Regions from separate parts of the Gossypium hirsutum genome. Here region 1 is linked to region 2. The links are chromatin contacts, called in public Hi-C maps. All regions are on one chromosome and are shown on one strand. The core of a region is the stretch at or near the end of the contact, and the rest is flanking DNA. Distances in the headings are between cores, read along the strand shown.

Region 1 (4,524 bases), core at 1,578-4,077, 120 kb after region 2:
TGCCTGAAACTTTTTAAAGTTTCCCTCAAAGAATCAACTGTAGAATGTTTCGCAAAATGCTCTTTCCATTCATTAGCAAGCTTTCTCAAAACAGCAACACTTGCATCGAGATTATCGAGATAAAGCACATCCTGTTTCCAAAGATATTGGGGAAAAATAACCAACAAAACTTTAACAATAGTTAAGTGAAAGAAAATACAGTCAAGATCCGGGGGAAAACATTAACCAGAAAGATCAGTAGAAACCAAAACCAATTTGTTATTGGATGAAAAATCTTCAAATAGGTCAGAAATTGCTCACCCATTGCTTATAACACTCAGGATTTTGAGTTAAACACCAAATAAAAACATCACTTGCTTTCTTAGATAATTCTGGAAGACCTGCAATAAAAATAAAATATGGTATAAATGGATAGAACTAATTTCATACACCATTTCAGGTGGGTCTAAGATGCAGTCTAAGAATTTAGTTTTACCTTCTCCGGTAGCTTTTACAGCATAGCTCGGTATCTACTGGGCAACTTGTTTCATTGCTTTACTTCCAAGAGAACCAGCAAAGGCAACCTCCTTCAGAGTAGGATAAATAGTTTCGAACCTCTCAGTTGCCTTAATTATTAATAGATTGGAAATGAAACGGTCTTAGGACTTTTGGGAACCCTGGGATGGAATCAAAAGAAATCACGAAAAAAAGAACCTACCTTAACTCGAGCTGAGGGTGCTGGAAATGTGAGTCTCATCAAAATATCAAGAGCAGAAGGTGGCACCAGTCGATCTCCCTTTCTGACAGCACTATTAACTAAAATAGGACGGGCTTTCGAAGAGAAAATTATTCTGATCTCAACAGATAAAACAAATAAGATCTAAAGAATTGGAGGAAAAAGAGAAGTATTGGCATATTTCTCAAATCCCAAAGCCCAAAGATTTAAAAATGCAATAAATTTATCAAAAGAAAATGCCACACCTCTCTACTAATTGCAAAATCAAGTCTCTAGATTGAGGATTACAACTTGACTTGTCACTTAGCATAGGCAGCAGAACATGTACCCACATGTACAGGCCCACAGCTAAATCTCCTTGTGTGGCCTGTGGAAACAAATCAAATTAATGGTTGAAATTCATACCCAAAAGAGTGATTTGTGCAGGAGGAAACATTACAGTCTTAAGGTTGTCAATAGCTACCTGAGCAATCATCCACACAGTGATAGGCAATTTATCCTGTCCCTGATATTTTGGATCTTCCCTCAACTTTGGTGCCAAACTGATCAAAACATCAGGCTTTCTTCTTAGTGCCATGGATAGAACCACAAATATAGCAACCTGCAATTCTGGATTAGTTAATTAAGCAGGAATTGCTTCTCTGAACAGCTAAACAGAAGCATTAAAGGAACATCCGGACAATCGATCTCATTTTTGGCTAATCAGTATCACTCGTATCCATTTTAGTTGAGACCCTTCTCAAAGATGCAACAGAAGTATTTTCCAAGAGTATTGGAAGAAATAAGATCAACAATTACCAGAGACTTCGATAGTGCTGGCTGGGGAACTTTCTTTGATCCCTTAGTAGCTCCTTGATGACTAGCAAGGTCAGCCTGTATACTGTACAACGACCATAACACAAACGATACTAAGACATCCAAAGATCTCCGGTTCAACCAATCAACCGATGTCTTATAGACATCTTCCGGTACATTCGAAAGCGGAATCTATTCAAAACAAAATAACAATATCCAAAATCAAGCTAGCAAAGTTCTCTCCATGCATGTCCTACCACTGAATATACAATAACTGAACAAACCTATGAACTTTTCCAAAATATTAATGAAATAGAACTTAAAGAAGTAAGCTTACATCAACCAATTTCGAAACGGTAGATTCTTTGAAAAGCCTTAACCAGGGGAATTGTGCTGCACTCACTGAAGCAAATGCTCTTCCAAAGTAATCAGCAAATCTCATTAATTGTATATCTTGTTGGGTCTCATAAGAGCTCTGAATTTTTTTTGTTAAAGTAAGAATCAGATTCAGATCAGTCAGAACTAAAACACACACACACACAAAAAAAAATAATGTAAATTTGAAGTTACTGTTACTCACAGTGATGTCAATAAGAAAAGCAGTAAGATCACCGACTTCGATCTTCGAAGCAGCTTCGGCTACAGTCAACTTCGGTTTCTTCGGCTTTTTCGGCTTCACCTTCTTAATTTCCACAGCACCGTTCTCCTCCACGCCACCGGTGTCACTATCATCTTCATCATCAACCTTCACTCCATTAGAAACAGCAGAAGAAACTGCAGCCTCCGCTTTCGCCGCCGCAGCAGCTTCGGCTGCGCGACGACGGCGATCCTCAGAATGTTTCTGGATCGAGCTGAAAACGTCGGAAGAGACGCCGCCATTGTAAAGATCAGAAAAACCACCAGAAGGAAGAGGCTTCGAAGGCTTCCGATTCCGTTTTGAATACGACACAGTTTTCCAGTCGTTGACGTCGTCGTTTTTTCCGTCTTCGTTTTCAAATTCTCTGAGAATTTGCTCGATCATAGCTGAATTTTCGTCCATCATTATTTAAAACTAAACAAAAAGTAAAAACACTTTTCCTTCTACTTTACAGAGGAGAGGTTTAAAACAACGGAGTCTCGTCTGAGAAGACTGTTTAGTCCAGCGAGAGAGATCGGCGGGGAAGAAATAAGACTATAAGAGGGGAATGAAGGCCGCGGGTTTTAAAGGGAAAGATTTTACAAACAAGGGAAAAAAGACTGGACAGTGTTTCAAAAATGGGCACGTGGATTACTGTATTTTGTTTTTTTCCTCAACCCTTGATTTTACATTGGTCCAATTCTATAAAAAGTCCCTGCACTATTCATTTGTTTTATATAGTCCAGTACAATGACCTGATTTATATATCTAGACTAGGAATGGCAGTAGGTCATATATTTGTACTTTGTAAACAATTTGAATCTATGAACTTAACTAAAATATAAAATTCCTAAAATTCTTTTTATTCGTATATAAAATCAAAATTACAATGTGAATTTGAATAACTAAATCTGCATTCTTTATACAAATAAACAATGCAAGTTTGGATAATAAATGTTCAATCCACATTTGTTTTGAATTCACATAGGATAATAATTTTATAGTTCTATTTTTCTTTTTTTGTCGAAAAAGGAGAACCAACGTCCTTACAAAAAACTCAAGCAATGACAACTCTAGGATAAGCCACTCCCACAGAATCAGCTAACAAAAGATTCAAGACTACTAGGAGGAGCCTTAAAAAATTCGAAAACCATCCTCTAAGCAATGACCCATATTATTGTTTTGTCACAGAATATAGAGAAGAATGAAGCACCAATCTCTATGGAGCTGACTTGTTATTTCACCTACCAGACTGCCTATCGTTAACACCATTGTGAATCATCTCAATTGAAGTAAAAGAATCAGATTCTATATTAACATTTCTCCATGCTACTTCAACACCAAACACAATACCCCTAAATAAATGCTACAATTCCCCCCACTATACATCTGCTGCTTCCCAAAATTAACAACACAAGACACCCAGATCCCGGAGTAGTTGGTCACTAAACTCATTTTCGCTATTTCACCCCCAACAAATCCTATTGTAGCATTGGTGTATGGAAATTAAGTTATATATTTTTATGAGAATTAAAATGTAATTTTACAATTTTAATAACTTATATTTTTATAATTTCTAAATGATTAAATCAAATTTTATCATTTTAAAAGGCCAAAGTATAATTTTACCCTTTACTTTATCTAAAACTTAAAAGGCTAATATTGAAATTTTACATTTTTGGGGGGCGAGGCCACTACCATCCCCCAAGCTCTGCCTTGTAGGGGCGATTGTAATCACATGACAATTACATTTTGCTCCACTTATTATGGGTATTTGCCTTTCTACAAATTCCAAGTTTCATGGTAGGTTGACTCTTTTTCGTTACCTCCTTTTTAAATTGGTAACTCTAGATATTCTAATATCTACTTAAAGTTAAGACTTTTATGGGATGACATTCGTTCTTTGATACAGTAGGTACATATCAAAACTCAACATAGACACCATTAGATGGACCACTTCATTTGTAGAGCGGCGTTATGGTAGGTTGACTCTTTTTCGTTGCCTCCTCTTTAAATTGGTAACTCTAAATACTCTAATATTTACTGAAAGTTAAGACTTTTATAGGATGACATTTGTTCTTTGTTACAACATGTACATATCAGTACTCAACATGGACACCATCAAACGGACCACTTCATTTGGAGAGCGGCGGTATTCATGTTTTTGTCCTTGTACCCAAAAAAAAAGAAAATATTAAAAATATCAGATTATAGTAGAAAGATTAATTATATTAAAAATGTATTGTATAGGGACCTTTTATAGAATTGAACCATTTTGAGTTTCTCAAATCTAGCTCTCTTTGGGTTTCAAGCCAGGAGATTTTCATTAAAGGTAGAATTATTTTGATTTGATTTCCTAATTGAATTGAATTTTGAGTTTAATTCTATTTCATCTAAA
Region 2 (4,239 bases), core at 465-2,964:
TTAAAATATAATTTTTACATATAGAAATCATATGATCTAAAATACAAGTAAATAAAAGAGAGAAATTATATATTCTTTTTGGGGATAGAATTTAAATTTTTAAGGAATTTAATGTAATAAAATTCATCTTAAAAGGGGTGCTATGTAAATTTCTAAAAGGTTAGGGGTAGTGGCCTTTGCCTACCCCTTGTATCTGTTATTGCATATAATATCAACTTTAAACAACTCAATGAATTAAATAAAAATTTTAGAATAATTTAATAAATATTTTATAATTTTTTGAAATTAATTTACTTAAATATAATTTTTTTAATAGCTTGATAACCATGAATAAAATTTACCCTAAAGATAAAGTACTGTTTCTAGAACTAGAAGAGCATTAACGTATACGCTTACGTCTAGTTGATATTGATAGCGTGCCAAATGCGCACTTCACTTTTTGTCATTTTCTTTTGACTAAATTTTTTAAAGACTTTTGAAAATCATTAAGCATATCCTTCATTTAAAGGTTTTTTACTTTAATAATATAAAATAAATAAATAAATATTAGAGAAGAAAAATAATATTCACGAAATTAGATAAACACTACGATAAATAATTTGTGTTATAAGATCAATCTGCAGTACCCCTTTCTATTTTAAAGAAAATTATTAGCTATACTTGTATTTTAAACTCAAAATATAATTTTTATAATATACATATAAAAATAAAAAATATATTTTTTACACTTGCCACAGATGTGACCTGTTGATCACGGGCTTGGGTTTTAAAACCCAAAAATTTTTATATCAAACTTTTTTTCAGCTTAAAAAATATATATATATTATTAAAAATGATAGAGTGCCACCTAATATATCAGTGACACCAATAAATAATATTTTTTTATGCGTATACTATTTAAAAAACACATATTTTAAATTTCAAATACTTTGAAATACAGGTGTCGCCGACTGATCCTGCACCTAAAAAGAAATTCCTTTTTAAAGAGGAAAGGGGTGTCGTCGATTGGCTAGGCGACACTAGTTATTTACTGTAGTATTTACCTAGTTTCGTGAATATTAATGCTCTTATCTTATTCTAGTATTTATTTATTTATTTTATATTATTTATGTAAAACCCCTTCATTTAATATTAAGAATATCATATATTTAATTTTAAATAAATTTGTTTCAATATTATTAACTAAAGTCAAGATGGAGTATATACTTTCTAATTTGTTTTAATATTTATTAATCATTTTATATATTTATATTTCCTAATGTATTAAACAATGATGTTTTCACACTTAATGATAAACTTAAAGAAATTTGAAATCTTGAGTTTGAGATACACGTGGATTTTCATTTATATTAATCCTACAGTAATCATTAAGAATTTCAGCAATAGCTATTAGTTTGTTTACTAAAGTTGTAAGTTCAGTATTTATATTTTAAATTGGTAAAATTTGAAAGATTTTTTAAATTTTAAAATTTTAGTTATCAAATGATAATTATTAAGTTAAATTCTATTAGTTCTAAAATTTGATACGATAAATATATTAATATAATATCATGTTAATTTATTATTTTCATATATTACTCATTAAGAATTTAATTAATAGATTAATAGTTATTATTTGTCTCAAGATTAAAATTTTAAAATTTTAAAAAGTACATAAACTTAGAATAATCTAATTGAAAAATATAAATTGTGTTTATAATTATACACATAATATAAAACTAACAGATTTAGCGAGTTAAAACTAAATTTTTAAAACTTAAAAAGTACAACTTTTATAAAATATTGGCACTACTAGCATAAATTAACCTTGAATGAAATGCAATTAGAAATTGGTGGACAAATTCATCACTATCTTTAATTCTCTCTATATAAAAAAACAAAACACCGTGAATTAATGAATAAACCATAATCAAAATGGAAGAAACAACAATTGTGTATGCATCTCTTTCACTGATCTTTCTCCTACTTTGTTCAAAATTATTATTTCAATCCAAAAAATATCCCCAAAACCTCCCCCCATCCCCACCTTCACTCCCCATAATCGGCCACCTCCACCTCCTTAAAACTCCTATCCACCGTTTCTACCACCATCTTTCTCAAAAATACGGCCCTGTCTTCTCCCTCCGCCTTGGATCTCGGCTCTTTGTGGTGGTTTCGTCTTCAGCCGTTGCCGAGGAATGCTTCACCGTAAACGACATAGTTTTAGCCAACCGTCCCAAGTTGATCGCAGGGAAGTACCTCGGCTACAACTACACCACAGTTTCCACCTCGTCTTACGGTGACCATTGGCGCAACTTACGTCGCATCGGCGCTATTGAAATCTTCTCCTCGAGTCGTCTCAACGCCTTTGCCGCTGTTCGGAAAGACGAGGTCCGGCGGTTGTTGGTGAGTTTGTCGCGTGATTCGCGTCGGGAGTTTGTGAAAGTGAAGCTGAAATCCATGCTTAATGACTTGACGTTTAATAACATAATGAGGATGGTTGCCGGGAAAAGGTATTTTGGGGAAGAAGTGACGAATGAAAACGAAGCGAGGGAGTTCAGGGAGGTTATAGAAGGGACGTTTAAGAACGGCGGTACGGCGAATCGTGCGGATTTCTTGCCGGTTTTGAATTGGTTTGGAGGGTACGAAAAGAAGGTAAAAAAGATTGGGAAAAAGTTGGATGGATTGCTGCAAAAGTTGGTCGATGAGCATCGATGGATGAAGCAGGAAAATAACGGTAATGGTAGTATGGTAGATCACCTTCTTAACTTGCAACAATCTGATCCTGATTACTACACTGATGAAATCATCAAAGGGCTTATGCTGGTTAGTTCACTCTTCTTTCTCTTCAAGTTTCATTGTTTTCGAAAGGGTATGAGGCAAAAAATAAATTAAGTCGGAAATAGTTGGTCAAACGGTCTAGTTTTTGTATGGACTTAATTAAGTAGGTTTTTCTCAAATTTCAAGGGCTTTTCAAAGATTAAAAAAAAACCGTTAAATGGGAATTTTGAACTTATAAATTAAAATTGTACTTTATCCCCTCAAAAATGATAAAATTTTAAATTAATCATTTAAAAAAATGATAAAGATATAAGCTATTAAAACGGTAAATTTACATTTTAACTCTTATAATCTTATATAGCTTAATTCTAGGCTATTCTTCGAAAAATTCTCTAGCCTTGTCCCTAATAACATACATGGTGATCATGCAGGTCCTATTACTAGCAGGATCTGATACAACATCAGTGACCTTAGAATGGACAATGACCAATTTATTGAACCACCCAGAAGTATTGAAGAAGGCTCAAGCTGAAATAGACACTGAAATAGGACAAGAAAATTTGATTGATGAAATAGATGTTTCAAAGTTAAAGTATCTTCAAAGTATTATACTAGAGGCTCAAAGATTATACCCTGCAGTCCCTCTTCTACTTCCTCATGTGGCATCTATTGGTTGCACTATAGGTGGATACAATGTGCCGCATGGCACAATCGTGTTAATGAATGCATGGTCCATTCATAGGGACACTCAATTATGGGATGATCCGACAAGTTTTAAGCCAGAAAGGTTTGAGAATGATGATTCTCAGTCTCACAAGATAATGCCATTTGGGTTAGGAAGGAGGGCATGTCCAGGGTCAGGGCTTGCTCAACGAGTAATAGGATTAACCCTTGGCTCATTGATTCAATGTTTTGACTGGGAAAGGGTTGATGGTAAGCAAATTGATATGAATGAAGGTATTGGAGGCACAATGCCTAAAGCTCATCCATTGGAGGCTCTGTGCAAAGCTCGACCGATTGTGGATAAAGCTTTGAAACTTCTATAAATAATTCTTATGTTAGGATTTTGTGCCCTTAGTAAAGTAATGTTTCAAACTTATTGGTTTGATAAAATCTTAAGAGTTAATTATCATCTTTTGTATTGTTGTGCTCAATGGTTTTTGCATGAAAAATAAAAAGAATAAGAAAATATTGACTCATTGATTACTTGAGATTTACCTAATACTAAGTTGCATCATAAAAGTGAATTATGCAAGATAATTTACACTGCAACAATTTTAGGCAATAGCAACATTTTTTTAAAGATATAGTAGCGTTTACAAGTGCCTCTAAAAATGTTAGAGGCAAAAGATAAGCCACTCTGAAAAACGCCGCTAAAATGATCGTCCATAAAAGTCGTGACGTTTGACAAAAATATGTCGCTATCATAGCGACGATGTAACACTTTTTGTGGCATTTCCAGCAGCCACAAAATGCCAT

The links. A called contact is a pair of places that touch in the nucleus more often than the background predicts.
Region 1: a contact with region 2 is called in a Hi-C map of seedling, with 1.6 times the contacts expected there. The contact joins the enhancer-like site here to the promoter of LOC107936806 in region 2. A contact is called at or near these places in 8 of 34 Hi-C or Micro-C datasets (cotyledon, leaf and seedling).

What each region holds. Positions count from the first base shown.
Region 1 is chrA07:12,028,659-12,033,182 of Gossypium_hirsutum_v2.1, forward strand. It overlaps the pseudogene LOC107887346. Among protein-coding and RNA genes, the nearest start is that of LOC107887344, 26 kb to the right of the region's middle. Within about 2 kb of position 2,828, at least 6 of the 9 cell types and tissues checked have an H3K27ac peak or open chromatin away from gene starts, as enhancers often do. A contact at or near this core is called in cotyledon and leaf, where this site is marked.
Region 2 is chrA07:11,914,348-11,918,586 of Gossypium_hirsutum_v2.1, forward strand. It overlaps LOC107936806 (cytochrome P450 81Q32), which reads left to right and starts at 1,715. Exons shown (of 2, transcript XM_016869574.2): 1 at 1,715-2,805; 2 at 3,192-3,959. The coding sequence starts at 1,915. The coding sequence ends at 3,806.